Linked DNA regions of Mus musculus: regions 2, 3 and 4 are each linked to region 1. The links are chromatin contacts, called in public promoter capture Hi-C maps. All regions are on one chromosome and are shown on one strand. Each heading gives the region's core, a stretch centred on a gene start, on an enhancer-like site or on the middle of the called end of the contact. The rest is flanking DNA. Distances are from core to core; before and after follow the strand shown.

Region 1 (2,700 bases), core at 25-2,524:
AGGCACTCTGGTGTCACTTGGCTCCTTGGGGTTGCCCAGCAATCTCTAAGCCTGAACTCTGAAGAGAATAACCGTCAAGAGCAATCTAGACCTTTGCTATGATGTCATCGCAGTGGTGATGGATGCACAAAGAAGCTTGGTTTCTATGAATAAAATAATAGAAATTCAGTGGAAACAAGCAGAAATAAATCTCTGTTCTGTGAATTGTCAGGATGGAATGCATATTGTTTGAGATTTTAAATATGTGCAAAGTTCCTTCCTGTCCAATTGCATTCCTATTACACATTCTACATGGCATTTACTTAGTTTTGCCAATGGAAGAGTGAGGTCTCAGGGTGTGTGTGGTGTGTGTGTGTGTGTGAGAAAGAGAGAGAGAGACTTATTCAAGATCACACAGACCCTCAACAGGGTCCTAGTCATCTGATCTAAGTTTAATTTCATTATTATCCTGGAAGGCTGTGGTCTTGGGTTAAGGTGAGCAGGGTAGATTTGGTACTGACAAGTTGATCATCAAGTTTGATAGTTCTGAGTTTGAGGTTCTTGGAGCCTGTTCTAGGACCGACCAAATATTCTCACCGTCTAAGAGATCTGAGTGTTCTTTGGTTTCAAAGACTTTAAAGCTCAACTGTGAGCTAGGACCAAGCATACAAGCAGGGAAATCTTTGCATCAGTTATTTTATTTTATTTTTCCACCTCTGTCTTAAAGCTTATTGTTTAAAGATTAGGAACTAAACCCCGTGGGATCCAGTTATGAGAGTGTGGCACCTAGGTTCTCCTGAAGATCCAGGTTTAAAACATGAATCCAGATTTGGTTTACAAAGTTTGGTCTATAAACTCAGACTGAGAAGCCACCCTGAAGTTGTTTTTTGTTATATCCTGAGTCCTAAGGTCCTTGGGCAGGAAAGTGTGATTAGGAGCAGTAGGGTCTCAAATCTACCAGCCTGAGTTTCTGAACGGTTCATCTGAAAAGCTCAGTTCTGTTAGAGTCCAGAGAAGCAGTGCGAGATGTGGTGGTAATGGTTTAGTTTTGTGCTCCTCGCCCGAGGCCAGGAGCTCACAGTACTGAGTATACGCTGCGGGGGCGAGGAGGCGCCAAGAGAGCAAGGGACATAATGCCTCTGACTGCAACCATGGGACGACGATAGCAGTCACCTACCCTGCCGTGAAGAACGGCGCTAGGACCCAGCGAGGTCGGGCAGACTGGTGTTGACAGCCGGCAGGCAGAGACGACCGGCGCTAGGACCCGCGGGCGGCGGCGGCGCGCGGGGCGCGGGGCGGTGCGCGTTGACAGCAGCGGCGGCGGGACGCGGCGGGTGGCGGGGCTCGGCGCCTCCGGTTCCTGCCCCGGCTTCAGAGGCAGCGGCGGCGGCGGCCCGGGATGGCCTTCATGGAGAAGCCGCCGGCTGGCAAGGTGCTGCTGGACGACACGGTGCCGCTGACAGCGGCCGTCGAGGCGAGCCAGAGTCTGCAGTCGCACACGGTGCGCGGCTGGGGCGGGAGGCCGGGGCCGAGGGCGGGGGCCGGGCGAAGGCCGGACGGCGGCGCGGCGCGGCAGGGCGCGGGCACCGGAGCCGGGCAGGTGTGTGAGCCCGCTGCCTCCCTCCTGCCGGGCCGCGGCCGGGGCGGCGTGCCCGCGCATCCCAGACCCCCTGGAGTGGCTTAGGGGAGCCCTCGGTGCTCGTAGTACGCACAGGCGAGTTCATTTCTGCCACATGCAGTCTTTTATGGGGCTTTAAAGCCACGCTTGCTTTCATTTGCCGGTACTTCCCCCCCTTTTTCCTTTTGGAAAGGTGCTCTATGTCTTGTAATTTACAAGCAGTAAACCCTAGGAACCAGTAAAAACCGGGGAGCTTGTAGCCTCTAGGACTTGATCGAGGAAATGATGAATGGGGTGGGGGTGGGATTGGGATTCCTGAGATTGTAATGTTTTGTCAGGCCAGCAAATCAGATTCCAGCCCAGAGTCTTGTTTATCAAGCAGTGTTTGGGGGTTCATCATCTGGAGGCTAAAGCCCCACAAAAGCCTTCTGTGTCTCTGTCTCTTTGTCTCGCCGTCTCTTTTTCCATCTCGCTGTCTCTGTCTCTTGTTTCTGACGTTCCCTGTGTGTTTATCTCTGTTTCTGTGTGTGTATGTTCAAATTCTTCGCTAGTCAAAGAGATCTTTCATTCTGATGTATTAAAGCAGGACTTTTTAGAGCCCTGTTACCTCTCCGACAGCCTTGCTTTGTAGGTCAGGATTGTTGAAAGCATTTATTCTCACTTAGAGAAATGACTGTCTTTTTTTAAAAAATGCACTTTTTCTCCCAATGGTAGGTAACATCCTAAGTCCTATTGTAGAAACTTATGAAAGGCACCAAAAATCTATGAGTTTGTTGCGCTTGTAATTTGTTGCAAAGTGAGTATTTAAGGCCATGTTTATGGAAGGTAATAATAATTCTTTCAAATTATGTTTTTTGACTGGATTACTGGCAAGTAAGTCTTATAACCTCATAGGGTGTTTTAGGTCTATTTAATACTAAAGAGATGGATGCTCAGAGACCACTTCCTCTAGAAAGCCTTCCTTCCTGCGTAGCTATTACCCTAGGCAGTATGGACACCAGGATGGTTCTGTAATTTCCTCTCTTCCAAGCTTTGACAGGAGGGTCTCTGTCTGATAGCATCTCATATGTGTCGATTGAACAGATCAGTGAATGGATTGCAAC
Region 2 (2,700 bases), core at 3-2,502, about 12 Mb after region 1:
CACACTATCCTCGCTCCCTAAAAGGGCACTACCTGAATTTGGGTGTTCGTTTGTGCAACCTGCTGTTTTGACAAAGCTTAATTCCGAGTCCTTGAGGGATGGCTCAGCTTGCTAAGACTTCATGGAAGCCTGGGACCGTCCCGAACATTCCAGCCACAGACCTTCCTCCGAGGCACTTAGGATATGTCCGAGCTCCCTGCCCCACTCAAAGTGCAGCAACTGGCGGGTGTGTTTTTGCTCACACCAGGTCTGGGGGCCCTCTGCTGTATTCAAGTTTAGAAAGGTCGAGCGGGCGCGGCAACGGCCCTGGAGCGGGAGGTGGTGACGCGAGGGGTGGCACCCGGCTCTGCTCCCGGACTCCGGGAGCGTCTCCAAGGAAAGATAAACTCCTTTATCCGCCCCACAGCCTCCCTCCAAAGAGGGAGGCACCCGCACACCCACACTAAGCCACCGCGGGGCCCAGTTCATCCTGGAGTCAACCCCAAGTTCTCTCGGAACTTACTAGGTACTGACCAAGTCTGCGCGCGTGGGGGAATCTCCCTGTCCCTAGACGAAAGACACAGATCTTTGCGACCTGACACCTGATGAGGCATTTTCTCCCGCCACCCAGGGACTTCTGGTTGGGACTGGGGGGTGGGGGGTCGTCTTAAACTGTAGGAGGGAGTATCCCCTTCAATACCGCTATAGTCCCAACAGCTTCAGATGCATGTGGAGGATTCTGGCGACCGACGGCTCACCTGTAGGATCTTGTCCAGTCCCTCCTGACTCAGGCACGGAAACTCCTTGAGTAGATGCAGTTTCTGTGTATAGTAGTTTTTCTTGGCCTCCTTCCAGTGTGGCTCCTCCAGCACTTCGAAGATCGCTGCCCCGATGGCCAGGTAGAATATGATGGCCGAGGTGAGTAAAGGACCCCGGTCCACCATGACTCTGGAATGGCCACCTCCTGGAGAAAGAGTCCCCTAATTCCAGCAGCTCCGGGTTCACTCGTCCTGCAGCCCTGGACACAGCTGTTTGAATTTGGAGCTCCGCATGCGCAGTGCCCGGTACCCCCGCGCGCCGCTCCCGGGACAGTTGCTTGGCCAAGTTGGCTCCCTGAACGCGGGGAACTGCGTGGATCACGTTCTCACAGGCCAGGGTGAGCGCACATCAAAAGGGGGTTGGGGCCACCCCAATCTCTCGATCCTGAAGGGTAGGGTGAAACTCAGGACCCACACCAGCAGACACGTGTGCCGCCTCTGCGCGCGCGACAGTACGCCCAGCGCGCCTCCGCAGGGCTCTTTAAGCAGCTCTCAGCCCGCCCGCTCGCGCCAGACCCTGAAAGGGGTGGAGTCCATTCGGAACCCGCCCCTGGCCCCGCCCAGCGCGCCTGAAGTCATTACACCAAACACCGGGTTCTCCAAGCTCCAGGCCAAGGCTTCATGGCCCCACCAGACTTCCAGGAGCCACACAGTCGCGGGATTTGCGGTCTGCGGGACTCCAGTTGCGTATTAGAAATCGATATAATTCGCTAAAACGGTCATGCACCTTACTGCTGAGGTCAGAAATACATTGCCAGTGTTACTATCACATCCAGATGTTTCCCCAATTATTCCTGGGGCTCACACACTTACTTATCTGACCCGAGTAAGGAGATTGGATCTGAATTAGGATTACTGGGAATTAATCCCAACCACAAATGGGTGAAGAACCCATCCCAGGTCATCTGTGTTCGCGACACTTCTGAGAGAGGCGACAGACAGCCACACCCACATTACAAGGACCTCTTCCTTACTCCCAAGCCTGCTTAAAATTACAACACCACTTCCCCCTTACCCACCCCAGCTGGAATATCTACTGGAGAGACTAGAAATGCTTTCCACTCGGTGATGCATTTATCCACAGGCCTGTTAATAGCGATAAACACTCAGACCAGGTGTGGTGGTAGTGTGCACATTTAGTCCCAACTAGAGAGGTATACCAACTTTGTCTACATAGGGAGTTCTAGGCCAGCCAGGCTACACAGTAAAACCTTCTCTCAAAAATAAACAAATACTTGATAATAGGCAGAAGATGTGAATACATCTGTCAAAACTCGTCTGAGTTACTCCTCACTCTGCTTGCTTCTCTGAGCATTTATAAACCCTGGGCAGACGACATGTTTTTGTATCGTAATCGGGGGTTTGTCGTTAGATCTACTTTCCAGGAAAGAAATGGAAGCTAGGCAGAGCCATTTGGGCAGCCTCCACTGTCTCAAGTCAGGGGTGCTGACTTGTGTGCCAGAGCCACAGCCTGCCCCTGACCTCTGTGGCAGCAGATGCAACAGAGGCCAGAGTCCCTGGCACTACCCCCTCCCCAGGGCCTTTTCCTTCTGTGGGTGATTAATCGTCACAGGCCGAGAGTTGCAAGAAGGTTGTCTGTGGCTCTTGAAATCTTGCTGCATCTGCAGAGCTAAGGATGGCTCCACACTGCTGATCAGTCAATCATTTAGATAGGGTCTCCCTGTGTAGCTCTGGTTATCCTGGACCTCGCTATGTAAACCAAGCTGACTTTGAACTCACAAAGATCCACTCCCTACACTTCCCAAGTGCTGGAATTAAAGACATGGCCACCACCTCTGGCCTTCAATTGTTTGTAGCTCTTGTTTGAAGATTGTGAACATGCCCTGAGGGAGAAGTCTGAGCAGGAAACCGAGAAAACTCAGGTTTCTAGGGCAGGAGAGAT
Region 3 (2,700 bases), core at 86-2,585, about 12 Mb after region 1:
GTGTGGGTGAAACTCCTCCTTAACCCCTCCAGACCAGACATACCTCCTTTTTTCCAAATCCACATAACACAGTCCTGCCGAGGTTGGGGTCCACTTTACCCTTGGAGACTCCATCTTGTAAATAGTCTCCACTTTGTACTAAGATAAATTCTAAGAAACAGCTGAATTCCCAGAAATGGCTTCTGGCCCCAGGCGCCCCATATGAACTTAGGCCACAATATCTCACCCTATGCCTTGTTGGTTAGCAACTAGTCCGGACTGAAACCAACCAGCCACTATATAGGCTCTGACTGGCTGGCCTCAATCCAGGCCAAGTTAAGAAGCCAACTGAGACCCTATAGGTGGAACAACAATATGAACTAACCAGTACCCAGGAGCTCTTGTCTCTAGCTGCATATGTATCAAAAGATGGCCTAGTCGGCCATCACTGGAAAGAGAGGCCCATTGGACTTGCAAACTTTATATGCCCCAGTACAGGGGTACGCCAGGGCCAAAAAGGGGGAGTGGGTGGGTAGGGGAGTGGGGGGTGGGTATGGGGGACTTTTGGGATAGCATAATGTAAATGAGGAAAATACCTAATAAAAAGTTTAAAAAAAAAAAAAAGCCAACTGAGGTACTTGACCGGTAGTAACCCACTTAAAATGACAGGTATGGAAAACCATGCATGTGGTCCCTAGCCCATCCAATTTGTGGTTTTTATGTTTTAAAAGGTTGTCCTGTCTTGCCCCACGCTGTCACGTTTTGGACCCCGAACCCAGCCGTCTCCCCGAAATATTAGCTTTTAAAATAAGCTTGCTGGTTTAAACTTGGTTTTCATATTGGATTATTTCCAAATTCTCGGACCCTAACACCATTTACTAAGCCATGACCTTGTCTTACCCTTAGGTGCCTCATCTGTAAAACGATTTCTACGATGTGTGGTAAAAAACTGAGACAGGCTGGGCGCGGTGGCGCACGCCTCTAATCACAGGGCCTTTGGGAGGCAGAGGCAAAGGTCTGTCTAGGAAGGAGTTCGAAGCCAGCCCGTCTTTACGCTGCGAGTTCCAGGCCAGCCAGAGCTACCCAGTGAGACCACTGCTAAAAGCGAGACGGACTGAGACGAAGCTCCGCTGGAAGGCGATGTGGCCGCGCCTAGCCCGGGTCGCCGCAGCCCACGCCCGCCCGGAAGCCCCGCGCACTCACTGAGCTGGACCATGGTGCCTGGGCGAGCGGCTCTCCAGCTGTCCCGCTGCACAGCCCCGCGGCACAGAGCCTGAAGCCCGGAAGAGCGCCCCCAAGCGGCCGGCGGGCACACGACGCGACGTCCGCACCACTCCAGAGCCGGAAAGCCCTCTGCGGAAGCCTCCGGCCGATCGGCCCGCCCCTTCCGCTTTCTCTTCCAATGCGCACGGGAGGGCAACCGAGCGCCGGGAGTGCCACAGGGCGCCGGTGACTGATCCTTGACTGCTACGGAAGAGGCGTGTCTGTAGGCGTGGGCTGCTGGCGGTCTTCAGCTGAGTGCCTGCGGCGTGCGGGAGACTTTCCTGTCCGCGGCGGTGCTGAGTTCCTTGCAGGCCGTTCCATCCTGCGACGGTTCCCCCGCCTCCGGAATATCCTCTGTTCTCTTACCCACTGTCAACTGTGTGTGACACAGCACAGTTGTATTCTGGTCCCACCTTTGAAGATGTTGCCTTAATTTCCAAGCCCCAGTAACATTGGTCCAGAACTTTGGCAATTGTGCACCTCCAGGGAATCTTACCAACAAGGTGATCAGATAAACTTTAAAAAGTAATTCTAATAGTCACACCATTATGCCAGATATCTACCCACAAATAGTGGCTATTAATTAGCTACATGTACATAAGAGCATATAAAATATAATGTGCTATACATACGACTCCAGAAACATGATAAATTTTGAGTTTGGGGTTTATATTTTTTTAATGTGAACTAAAGGGGTGGGGATGGGCAGGCTTCATCTGGTGACAGTTTGGAAAGGAAACGTGCTTGGGGCTCCATATTAAATATCCACTTGTAAGGCTGTCAGAAAGATGGATTTCCAAAACCAACCATTTCCTGTACAGTGTGGATTTCTTCAAGTAGAGCCTGGTCTTTCAGTTTCAGCTGCAGAAACAAGGCAGGGAAGAAGTTATGTCCAACACACCAGGTGACTTTGAAGACCCCTAATTTAAGAGGCTCCAGATTTGTGGGGACGGGATGGGCCTCTCCTGTATTCTCGACACCATGGAAGCTCTCAAAGAATTGGAATGTATTGGATCTTGGGTGGGAATTCATCAGGCACTGAGCGCTCTCATGGTCTGTACACTCTCAGAATGGCAATCAGCTGTCGCATACCTTTATTGTGTACTTATAAGCCTGCTCTGCTTCCAGTTGTCGTCCAACCTGAAAGAAGCAATTAACATCTTTCCTAGTAAAATGTGAATCGGAGGTTACTGACCACATCCATCTCAAGGAGGAACCGCCCAGAACATTCTCCTTGTCATCAGTAGAGACAAATCTGGAACTCTTCCAACTTCAGTTGCTGTGTGCTAACAGCCAGCTTACCTTTCTTTCTTAGTTGGGCCTTCACCTGACCCCTGAGAGGGCCTTGTGAAGGGACAATAAGAAACACTCACTTTCAGGCAGACCAGAGCCAGATAGGCCCACACTTCGGCGTTGCAGTTATTCAACGCGTTGGCTTCAGACAGAGCATCCTCAGCT
Region 4 (2,700 bases), core at 27-2,526, about 16 Mb after region 1:
TCCTGACTGCCTGCCTTGGCCTGAGTGGCATAACTATTGGCTTGTGGCTCTGCATCCCTGGGCTGCTGTGTGAGGATCCTTTCATGTGAATAGGGTGCGTGTGAAGGACTGAGATGGTGGACTGAGAACAGTCGGAGGTCACCCAGGTGACACCTGTCCCAGTGAACAGTAACACAGAGTTCCTCCAGTCTCATTTTTCTTACCTCTGTCTCTGCTTCTCTCTTCCATTTTATGCCCTATGCCCCTTTAAGTTCACTTCTCTCCAAAGTCCCCACATCCACCTCAGAGCCCTGGACCCAGCTCAAGTCACCATCATTGCCAGTCTAGATCCCTGCCATGGCCTCAAACTCTGTCCTGGCCAAACACTCCAAAAGTCTGACACGCCTTGCAAGACTCACATAGTGTAAGTCCCCTGCTTCACGTCTATCAGTCTACCTTGTCCCTCCAGTACGTGTTTTAAAAGGAGCCTGGTCTGCACCGAGCCCAGACTTATTCATTACTTGGTGCTCTCAGTCTCCTCTCTGCTGGTCGTTGCATTTGCCACAATCATGGCTGATTTGTCTACTCTACAACAGACCAAGCAGAAAGACTGCATTCTGCGGGACCTTTAGTGCACAACACTGTCCTCAGTACATTCTCTTATGTAAGTTGAAGAAGCAAAAAGATCCGCCTTAGCCTCCCCCCCCCCCGCCAAAAAAAAAAAAAATCAAACAACCAGGGCTTAATAATTAAGCTTTGAAACAGAGAGCCCAGAAGAGCAGCTTGGTTTCTGAGCCTGCCACTTTCTAGCTGACAACCTTGAGTCAGCACACAACTGTGTCCTCGTGCCAGAGGAAGAGGTCCGCTGAGAGTAATCAGCGCAGGGATTCAGGAGGTGGCATCTTCGCCCAGAATGCCCGTTCTGACACTGTTCCGTCCATTGCACTTTCCCCGCTATACCTCACGGATCCCCCACCCCCCACCCCAGGATCTGAAATCCCATCCTGGAACTTTTTTCTTCGCTCCCTTAACAACTGTCCCTCTCCTGGGACACTCTGGGACCCGGGACCTCAGCCTCCACCTCACCCCCACCCCTTCGGGGGCGTCCTTACATTTTCTTAGCCACATCCGTCTCGCGGAACTGCTCCTTCACCATGGTGCCGGCTGGCCGGACGCCCTTCTCGGAGCTGCGACTACAAAAACCACTGTCGCCGCACCTTCCCGGGGTGCTTAGGTATTTAGGAGTAAGGAAGCTGCAGCAGCCTCCCCGGCCACCGTAGAGCGCCGCACGTGCCGCTTCCTCTTCCGCCGCCGGACTTTATGAAGAGAGGCTTGGCAGACGCTGCTTTGAGCCCTCCTTCTAGATCGCCATCTAGCGGCTCCTTCACGAAAATGCACCTAGGCCGCGCAGATCAGTGGGGGAAAATGGCTTTTTCAGGTGGGTTTCTCAAAACAGCAGAAGAGGCCGGGCGTGGTGGCGCACGCCTTTAATCCCGGCACTTGGGAGGCAGAGGCAGGCGGATTTCTGAGCTCGAGGCCAGCCTGGTCTACAGAGCGAGTTCCAGGACAGCCAGGGCTACACAGAGAAACCCTGTCTCAAAAACAAAAACAAAAACAAAAAAACAGCAGAAGAGACGGATGGACCGCTTTTTTTGTTTGTTTTTTTTTTTTGTTTTTTGTTTTTTGTTTTTTGTTTTTTTGTTTTTTTGTTTTTTTGTTTTTCAAGGCAGGGTTTCTCTGTGCAGCCCTGGCTGTCCTGGAACTCGCTCTGTAGACCAGGCTGGCCTCAAACTCAGAAATCTGCCTGCCTCTGCCTCCCGAGTGCTGGGATTAAAGGCATGCGCCACCACGCCCCGCAGTTTTGTTTTTTTTTTTTTAAATCTCAAGGTCAAAAAGTTACATCAAATAGAAAAAAAAATCAAACAAGGACCGGCGCGCGCGTGTGTGTGTGTGTGTGTGTGTGTGTGTGTGTTGTTGTTGTTGTTGTTGTTTCCTGAGAAAGGCTCTCCATATATAGTCCCGACGGGTACTGAATTTGCCATCCTGTCTCCATACTCTCAGTGCTCAGTTACATCCCACCTGGTATAAATAAGTAAATTTACATATCTATTTACATACTTGTGTACAAACATATATACAAACACATATAAACACGCTTATTCTTACACAGCATATGTAATATATATGTATGGTTCGTTTTGAATTGTGTGTTTTGTAAATAGATGCAACAAAAACCCACCCAACCCTTCAGCTCTCCAAGGAGAGAAAGAACGGTCTATTAAAAACTGCCAGAAGCCGGGCGTGGTGGCGCACGCCTTTAATTCCAGCACTCGGGAGGCAGAGGCAGGTGGATTTCTGAGTTCGAGGCCAGCCTGGTCTACAGAGTGAGTTCCAGGACAGCCAGGGCTACACAGAGAAACCCTGTCTCAAAAACAAAACAAAACAAAACAAAACAAAACCAACTGCCAGGCCACCACTAAGAACAGTAGAAGACAGCTCCCAGCAGCAAAGCCTTGCTAGGTTTTAGGGACTTATATGGCTGGAGTGGGGCCAGCTCAGAAAATCCCGGTGGTTAGCATGAGAACTCTGTTGGGCAGGGAGGAGACTGACAGATACAGCCAGGAGCCTTCAGCCAGCTGTTAAGGGCTTCTGAGAAATGCTTTAAGTCTGTTTCCTAGCAAGGTCTGGTGGGGTCCAGACCATCACTTTAAAATAGTGCCG

What was found. Promoter capture Hi-C pulls out the DNA fragments that hold promoters and counts their contacts.
Region 2: a contact with region 1 is called in a promoter capture Hi-C map of pre-B cells. The contact joins the promoter of Kcnk5 here to the promoter of Pxk in region 1. A contact is called at or near these places in 3 of 39 promoter capture datasets (cranial neural crest, frontonasal cranial neural crest and pre-B cells).
Region 3: a contact with region 1 is called in a promoter capture Hi-C map of pre-B cells. The contact joins the promoter of Mrps16 here to the promoter of Pxk in region 1. A contact is called at or near these places in 3 of 39 promoter capture datasets (the C10 cell line, cranial neural crest and pre-B cells).
Region 4: a promoter capture Hi-C map of pre-B cells shows a contact between it and region 1. The contact joins the promoter of Polr3a here to the promoter of Pxk in region 1. A contact is called at or near these places in 2 of 39 promoter capture datasets (cranial neural crest and pre-B cells).

The regions. Positions count from the first base shown.
Region 1 is chr14:8,096,937-8,099,636 of GRCm38.p6, forward strand. It overlaps Pxk (PX domain containing serine/threonine kinase), which reads left to right and starts at 1,275. Exons shown (of 18, transcript NM_145458.4): 1 at 1,275-1,480. The coding sequence starts at 1,379.
Region 2 is chr14:20,180,530-20,183,229 of GRCm38.p6, forward strand. Kcnk5 (potassium channel, subfamily K, member 5) reads right to left here and starts at 1,253. Exons shown (of 5, transcript NM_021542.4): 1 at 738-1,253. The coding sequence starts at 923.
Region 3 is chr14:20,392,299-20,394,998 of GRCm38.p6, forward strand. It overlaps Mrps16 (mitochondrial ribosomal protein S16), which reads right to left and starts at 1,336. Exons shown (of 3, transcript NM_025440.3): 1 at 1,183-1,336. The coding sequence starts at 1,195. It overlaps Cfap70 (cilia and flagella associated protein 70), which reads right to left. Exons shown (of 29, transcript NM_029698.1): 27 at 2,616-2,700; 28 at 2,335-2,382; 29 at 1,892-2,103. The coding sequence ends at 2,023.
Region 4 is chr14:24,485,782-24,488,481 of GRCm38.p6, forward strand. It overlaps Polr3a (polymerase (RNA) III (DNA directed) polypeptide A), which reads right to left and starts at 1,277. Exons shown (of 31, transcript NM_001081247.2): 1 at 1,092-1,277. The coding sequence starts at 1,135.